2 separate regions of the Mus musculus genome follow, and region 2 is linked to region 1. A link is a contact called in public HiChIP or PLAC-seq data. All regions are on one chromosome and are shown on one strand. Each heading gives the region's core, a stretch centred on a gene start, on an enhancer-like site or on the middle of the called end of the contact. The rest is flanking DNA. Distances are from core to core; before and after follow the strand shown.

What was found. HiChIP or PLAC-seq counts read pairs in DNA pulled down with a chosen protein or histone mark.
Region 2: a contact with region 1 is called in an H3K27ac HiChIP or PLAC-seq map of microglia, with 7 times the contacts expected there. The contact joins the promoter of F9 here to the enhancer-like site in region 1. A contact is called at or near these places in 5 of 39 promoter capture datasets (the C10 cell line, embryonic stem cells, liver and 1 more), 3 of 484 Hi-C or Micro-C datasets (the C10 cell line, bone marrow-derived macrophages and macrophages), 3 of 115 datasets of contacts at active chromatin or transcription factors (bone marrow-derived dendritic cells, microglia and neural progenitor cells) and 2 of 9 other capture datasets (adipose tissue and macrophages).

What each region holds. Positions count from the first base shown.
Region 1 is chrX:59,815,345-59,819,435 of GRCm38.p6, reverse strand. No RefSeq gene overlaps it. Among named protein-coding and RNA genes, the nearest start is that of F9, 180 kb to the left of the region's middle. Within about 2 kb of position 1,580, at least 8 of the 459 cell types and tissues checked have an H3K27ac peak or open chromatin away from gene starts, as enhancers often do. A contact at or near this core is called in bone marrow-derived macrophages and microglia, where this site is marked.
Region 2 is chrX:59,996,684-60,001,119 of GRCm38.p6, reverse strand. F9 (coagulation factor IX) reads right to left here and starts at 1,656. Exons shown (of 8, transcript NM_007979.2): 1 at 1,569-1,656. The coding sequence starts at 1,656.

The sequences.
Region 1 (4,091 bases), core at 331-2,830:
TCTCTCCATTTAGTTTAATGGCTGCTGGTTTGCTGTATATTGCTTTTATTATGTTTAGGTATGGGCCTTGAATTCCTGAACTTTCCAAGACCTTTGTCATAAAGTGGTGTTGGATTTTGTCAAATGCTTCCTCAGCATTGAATGAGATGATCATGTGATTTTTTTCTTTGAATTTGTTTATATAGTGGATTATGTTGACGGATTTCTGTACATTAAACCATCCCTACATACCTTGGATGAAGCCTACTTGGTCATGATGGATGATCATTTTGATGTGTTCTTGGATTCGGTTTGCAAGGATTTTTTTTAATTAATATTTTTATTACATATTTTCCTCAATTACATTTCCAATGCTATCCCAAAAGTCCCCCATACCCTCCCCCCCACTTCCCTACCCACTCATTCCCATTTTTTTTTTGGCCCTGGCGTTCTCCTGTACTGGGGCATATACAGTTTGCGTGTCCAATGGGCCTCTCTTTACAGTGATGGCCGACTAGGCCATCTTTTGATACATATGGAGCTAGAGTCAAGAGCTCCGGGGTACTGGTTAGTTCATAATGTTGTTCCACCATAGGGTTACAGATCCCTTTAGCTCCTTGGGTACTTTCTCTAGCTCCTCCATTGGGAGCCCTGTGATCCATCCAATAGCTGACTGTGTGCATCCACTTCTGTGTTTGCTAGGCCCCGGCATAGTCTCACAAGAGACAGCTACATCTGGGTCCTTTCGATAAAATCTTGCTAGTGTATGCAATGGGGTTTGCAAGGATTTTATTGAGTATTTTTGCATTGATATTCATAAGGGAAATTGGTCTGAAGTTCTCTTTCTTTGTTGGATATTTGTGTGGTTTAGGAAATTTATTTTTTAAATTGTATTTATTTGTCAACAACATACATCAAATTTCTTACATGTGGTTTGTGATCACCAAATTGGACAAAATAGCTCTAAGTGAAAACTAGGTCTGTTTTAATTTTTTACCTTTGCATTGTTAGATTCAAGATATATTGGGGCAGGAATGGTTTAGTGATGTCTTCTCAAGATTCACTTAGAAAACATTGACAAAGATGGGAGGATTATATATCACTAAACATTTATTTTGTTTTAGTATGCATAGAAACAGACATAAATATAAACAAAGATGGTTAATTTATGGGTAGTGGGTTTTTTTATTCTTACTTCCTCCCCCCCCCATTTTCCAAGTGATCTGGAGTTGGGATTTATAGCCTTTGTATTTAGAGTATGATATAGTAAATATGATTAAATGTTCCCTCAGGTATGATTTTTCTAAAAAGACAAAACAAGGAAGGCATCCTTTCCAAGGAATCTGTAAGCAGCTTCCAGAACAATCGCTAACTTGGCAAATGGGGGAAAGCCCAATGGCAGGCCCCTCTGGAGTATGGCCCAAGCATAGCATGTGTAGATGCTCTACCAGCTGCTTCCTCACATCAAATAGCTAACAACCCAGAGCTCCAAAGCCAAGTCATTTCCTGCTGTCATCATTGATGAAGCCTGTACACAGATGGAGAAGTAAATAAAAGGGAGCATTGGTGAGTTTCTATATTTGACCCAGTTACTATTTTTGCCAAATAAGGAGGAAAAGCTTAGAATTTCAAGCATGAGGAAATAGATCCTGATGGTGTGAGAAACATCTTGCTGCTCTTTTTTAGCCCTTTCTAGATGTTTACTTCCTTCATGGAAATCAGGGCAGAACTTGACACAATATATATAGACTCAAAGTTGTAACATTACGATGCAACCTGGAAAAGAGGGGCTGTTTGAGACAGTGAACAAACACACCGATTGTGTGTGTTTAACTTGACCTATCTGAGGACTCACTGGGTAGGCACAAGGCCAAAACTTTATAGCTATCATTGCTGAGCTTTCAAATTTGGACTCTGAGGCAATTTAAGGAAGTAGGCTTCCAGTGAAAATGGTAACCACTCCTATGAGCAGTGGAGTGTTTCATGCAGTCTTAATTCTGGCTCAGCCAGATGAACCGAATGACCATGTGTTTGGCATGATCTTACTCCTCCTCTCAGTTTCTTGCCACCATAATCCAGCACCAGCAGATCTTTTGTGCGCCCCAATTTTTCTTTCTAGTGTATAATGTTAAGGGTTTGTCCTTTGATGCTTTCCAGGGTTGCTTATGTTTATTTCTTAGAGGCTTATAAAAGGCTGAGAATTTGTATGGAACAATGAAGGTATTCACACATTGTAAATGAGGGCTTGTTAAGGCAAAGTTGACATACATGGTCTTTCCAAGACCTTATTGCCAGCAAACAAGCAGATACTTTCCATTGTCTTGGATTGATGAATGAGTCTTCAGAGACAAGTGCTTACTTCAACACAGCTGAAGGGACGTGGCTCCTAGGTTCTAGGCCTAGGTGTATAACAACAAAGGGTAAATTATGTTTTGCCTTTCGATTTTGTATTTATTTTCAATGTTTATTTTTAGTTAGGCCAAGTCTAGGAATATTTAAAAATCACTTCTTGAAATAGCTTTTGTTCCCTGAAATTGGAAAACCTAAAATGCTTTCAAGATGCTAATCATTATATTGATAGTTATAAGATGTTCTGTTTATTTAATACTCAGAAATGAAGTGAGCAGGAAATAGACCCTCTGGAGTCCTGAGGCTTTTTGATGACTATACTCAGCTTGATTACGTTGGACTTGATTATATTGGCCTGTTAGTCAACTTTCTGTTACTATAATAAATACTCAACATAACTAACTTATAAAAGCTTAGGAGTTATTTTGGTTCATAGTTTTGAAAGTTTTGGTCCATGTTTAATTGCTCTCATTTCTTGATTCTCTAATTTCTCATTTGGGCCTGCGGGAAGAAAGCACATCACGGCAAGAGTGTATCACAAAGGAAAAGTCCACAGACACAGGGCAGAAAAATCAGCAATGAGGACCAGGCCAGGGTCCCATAATCTCCTTCATGATATACTCTTAAGATTTCTCACTAAATCCCACCTCTGAAATGTTTAACTACTTTACTTCCTGAGGATCAAAGCTTCTAAAATATTGGTCTATGGGTGATGCATTTCATAGTACAGCCTTCAAATTCATGGAACCAAAAGTTTATATCCATCTCAAAATGCAAAGGACCTTCAATTCATACCCAAGAAGACCCATAGTCTTAACTCAAGCACTGCTAAAAACTCTAAGTCCAAATTATTTTCTGAGATATAAGGTTCATGACATGTGAGCCACAATTAAATGGAAAGATATAATGGTGATATGAGCACAGAGTAAACATTCTCATTTCACAGAAAGGAATAGGGAAATAATAGCAGGTCAGTGCAAAGCAAGACTAATACCAGGCAAGGAAGCATTAAATCCTAAGTCTCCATACACAGCATCTAGTACCCAGTCGCAGGGTTTATACTTGCAAAGGATTACAGCAATTCTAGCCATACCCCATGTCTAGCTCTGATCGCTGGCAAAGAGTCAGTTAGCAAGCATTGTTCATTGTAGGTTCCCAGAACTTCTTGGGATCTCCACGGATATTTTGGCTTACTTCTCTCAGTTCCATATATCACCCAGTTGGGAAATACTTACATGGCCTTGGATCCTGTAATATATTGTGTAGCCACTCAGGTTTTCGTTTGGAATATTAATTGGAATCTCTATACCTCATAAATCCTGTATATTGCAGGTAAATTCCATGGGTAATGCCGGGGTCCACTGCCAGCAGGAACCCACCATTCCTCAGCTCACTTGAACCATGGCTGTTGTAGATTCTGATTGTCTTGGAACATAATCATAATTAAAAGAATTCCTAGGCAATTTTTGTTACCCAGGGTCACCCTGGCTTTCTTCAGAAACTCAGATGCTCTGGGACACCTTTTAAACAAATGTAGACTTCATTTCTCACTTCTTCCACAGTCATTGTATATTCCTTAGAGGCCACCAAGGACAACACTGCCCTTGTGTAAAGAACTTATTTTAATAGGCTACTAACAATATTATTGTCTCTGGCCAACTACTACAGTGCTCCCTTTTTGCCCATACTATAGATTTTTAAAATATTTCTACTCTGGCAGTCTTTGTAGCTGATTCTCACAGTAAGTTTGGCTAGAAGCAGCT
Region 2 (4,436 bases), core at 407-2,906, 180 kb before region 1:
ACGAACCACAACAGTATGGACTAATATCCAAATACATGCATTAAAGATAATTTTGATTTGCATACATTGTAAGCACAAATTCATTTCACAGACTAATTTTGATTTCCCAATTCTAATTTGTCACAATAAGGCAGTAGTTATGAACATGGGGCCTCTCTGTTCTAAAGCCCAGGACCGTTTAACAGAAGAGTGTGCTTTATGAATACCTAGCCCCACTCCCCAGCCAGGGCCATTTCCCTGGTTCCCTGACCAAACTGACTCACAATCTTGTTCTTTTTATCCTCAATACTGTCTGGGGATCATATATTTAACACCTCTTTAGTCATTATTGCCACAGCTCTGAAATCATGATTTTTTTCTATCATTTTACATCTGAGATTCCCTCACCACTAAGACGTGCTTGGATCTTTATAAGAGAGTGCTTGGATCTTTTGTTCTCACATAGGTCAATCTGATGCACTAGGTTGAATGACCTGCCTTTATGGTCCACGTAATGAGTTTCCAACATGTATTTTTCATCTCTACCCACTTTGCTAGTGCAGTTTAACCTTTGCATTCTCACATCATCATTTCAGCTTTTAAGTCTGATTCCACAGTTGACATCATGTCTGGAGTGGGAACCAGGAGACCAGCCGATTTTCTGGGGATGCTCAGGGTTGGCACCTCTGATCCTGGCACTGTCACTTGCTTGACTTTAGTAGGTTGACTAGTAAGTGTGATAAATGCATCTGGGGCAATCAGGCTGTTTGTCTAAAGCCAGTAAGTTCTTCCTGTGTGCCTTTCCCTGGGGAGTAATGCCACTGTTGTTGCAAAAAACGAAACCAAACGAAACCCTGATGTGCTGTACTTTGCATGAATTAAGCTACTCCTCTTTCTGGCCATTTGTATACTTACTTTTGTCCCCTAGGGAGGCCTCTGAGTATTATGGTTCTCTAAACATCAGCTCTGAGATGTATGACAGATGAGCTGATTTATTTCCATCTATGTAAAAGCTTTCATTACAGACAGCAACTTAGTAATAAAAGCGTAATCTTTCAATTTTAGCTGAGAAATTAAACTATAAATATATGTTTAAACATTATAACTATGCCTTACCATCTAGTTCTAAAACACTGGAACACATGTAGATTCAAGAAAGACTTTTTATGCAAATTAACCATTGTGGTTTTGATGTTTCCCCTTTTTATTTCAAGGTGATGAGTCTAAAATCCTAAAATAACATGTTTCCTGCTTATTGTGCAATTTCTTTGTTAAGACATTTTCCGATTTTCATTTTTTTAAAACCAAGGACACATAAATTTTAAGTGGAATTATATTGTCAAATCATAAGAATAACTGTATCTATTAAATAAAAATGCACCACAAGCCCTGTAAATGTAGTTCGTTTTTTCAAATATTGAAACTGAAGTTACCACAGAGCCAGAGTTCCTGGCTGACGTGCTTCCTGCTACAATAGAAACTATAGCTGCCAAATCATGAAATCTTGCTTTACTTGATAAAGGTAGTTCTAAATATTTCTGTTTTTAAAGGAGAAGCATATTAAGCATAGCATCGAAAAAGAAACAAACCTGCACATTCGGTACTGAGTAGATATCCTAAAAGGAAGATGGTGATGAGAGCCGGGGATTCTGCCATGACGGTGTTCAGGTGCTTCATGACCTTTGTTAGGAGATTGTGCAAGCGTCAGGGCTAATCAATCGTTCCAAAGTGCAAGCTGAATGGGACTTACTTCTGGGAAATTGTTGTCCATCTCCCTCGGTGTATCTTTGGGCTATTTCCAGTTGGTTCTTGGATCAAGTGAAGAGAATGGTCAGGGCTTGTTATTAAAGTACACTCTGAGGTTCTTGGTTCTGTGAGGGCTCAAATGCCCCAGTGTAGGGGAATGCCAGGACCAGGAAGAAGGGGTGGGTGGGCTGGAGAGCAGGGAGAGGGGGAAAGAGATAGGGGGGTTTTGGAGGGGAAACCAGGAAAGGGGATAACATTTGAAATGTAAATAAAGAAAATATCTAATAATAAAAAAAAGTGGCCGGCCGGTGGTGGCGCACGCCTTTAATCCCAGCACTCGGGAGGCAGAGGCAGGCAGATTTCTGAGTTCGAGGCCAGCCTGGTCTACAAAGTGAGTTCCAGGACAGCCAGGGCTTTACAGATAAACCCTGTCTTGAAAAACAAACAAACAAAACAACAACAACAACAAAACAAAACAAACAAACAAACAAAAAACAAAACAAAACAAAACAAAACAAAACAAAACAAAACAAAACAAAACAAAAAGTGCACTCTGGTTTCATGAGCTGCTGCCACTGGAGCAGAGCTACAATTGTGCTGCCAGGTAAGTTTATCTGTGGGAACTCAGTTTATCTTCATCACAGAGCAATAATATAGAGTTTAAAGATAACAAGTGAATCCTTTTATTTGGTCTATTATGTTAATTTCTTATATATATTTATATATAATGTTTAGAATAGTAACTATGTATCAGCCTGTGACTTGTCATATTTTTAAAATTATTCACCATTAATTTAACCTGAAAAAAAACTCAGTTTCCTTATCTGTAATTGGGAACAGTACACAGTACCTCTACTGTACATATTTCATCATTGGAAGCTTAATAAATAAGATGTCTTAATACTCTGAAAGCTCTTAATGGATATTATTTATTGTCGGTATTTTGTTATTGCTATGTGTGTTTTGATAAATAATAAATGGAAAAATAAATGGAATAGAGAAAATAAAATGGCTAATTTTCCCATGTCTTTGTCAATGTTCTTGTCCTTGCTAATGGGATAAGCAAAAAAAGATACCTTGCTTGTATCTAATTTTGCTCCAATTATGAATTAGAATTCCAATTCCCTTAGAATTAAAGACAATTTGTGTCTTATTAGTTGATGAACTTAGCCTACTTCTAGGGTTATATCATCTAACTACTAGTTAATCATATTTACCCAACTTTTTATGGGTTCACATAGATTTTTGCTCTAGGATTTAAAAGTAGGCACAACTCTGAAACTTATTTTTTTCCATTTCTGAAGGATTCTTCTGAGTTGGGTTAACAGTGACCCATCACTCAGAGGTACCATCCTTCTATTCTAAAACTGTTACTGACTCCCAAGTTTTATTAACTTAATCTGGTACTGCTTCCTAAAGGTCTTTACTGGAAACATATATGCAATACTGAAACACAAAATGCCCAAGGAAGCTTATGGAAGCTTACGTCATTCAAAGCACCGTGTCTATGCAGAGGACGAGATTCTGGTTGGTATTCCAACACTGTCTTGTTTTCTTTAGACATGAAAAGAAGGGTATAGGATGGATTAAATATAACAAGAATTGGTTGAACATGTTTCTGTGATGATTTCTTCTATAACATTTTAAAATTGTGATAAAATACACCTAATACCAAATTTATTTTCTTGACTATTTTTAAGTAAGTGTAAAATACATCCAGAACTCTTTTTTTTTCTTATTTTATATAATTTTTTGTGCTCCCAGGCCTTTCTTTTTTAAGCAGATACTTTCTTTATTTGCATTTCAAATGTTATTCCCTTTCCTGGTTTTCCCTCTGAAAACCCCCTATCCCCTCCTGCCTACCTCTGCTCACCAACCCACCCACTCACACTTCCTGGTCCTGGCATTCCCCTACACTGGGGCATAGTGCCTTCACAGAACCAAAGGCCTTTCCTCCCATTGATGAGGCTATCCTCTGCTACATATGCGGCTGGAGCCATGGGTCCCTCCATGTGTACTCCTTGGTTGGTGATTTAGTCCCTGGGAGCTCTGGAGATACTGGTTAGTTCATATTGTTGTTCCTCCTATCGGGCTGCAAACCCCTTCAGCTTCTTGAGTCCTTTCTCTAGTTCTACCATTGGGGACCCTGTGCTCAGCCCAATGGTTGGCTGCAAGCTTCCACCTCTGTATTTATCAGGCTCTGGCAGAGCCTCTCAGGAGACAGCTATATCAGCCTCCTATCAGCATGCATTTGTTGGCATCCACAATAGTGTCTGAATTTGGTAACTGTATATGGGATGGATCCCCAGGTGGAGCAGTCTCTGGGTAGTCTTTCCTTCAGTTTCTCCTCCACACTTTGTAATTCCTCCCATGGGTATTTTGTTCCCCCTTCTAAGAAGGCTTGAAGTATCCACACTTTGGTCTTCCTTCTTGAGTTTCATGTGGTCTATGAATTGTATCTTGGGTATTCCAACCTTCTGGGCTAATATCCATTTATCAGTGAGTGCATACCATGTGTGTTCTTTTGTGATTGGGTTACCTCACTTAGGATAATATTTTCTAGTTCCATCCATTTGCCTAAGAATTCTATAAATTCATTGTTTTTAATAGCTGAGTAGTATTCCATTGTGTAAATGTCCCGCATTTCTTGTATCCATTCCTCTGTTGAGGGACATCTGGGTTCTTTCCAGCTTCTGGCTATTATAAATAAG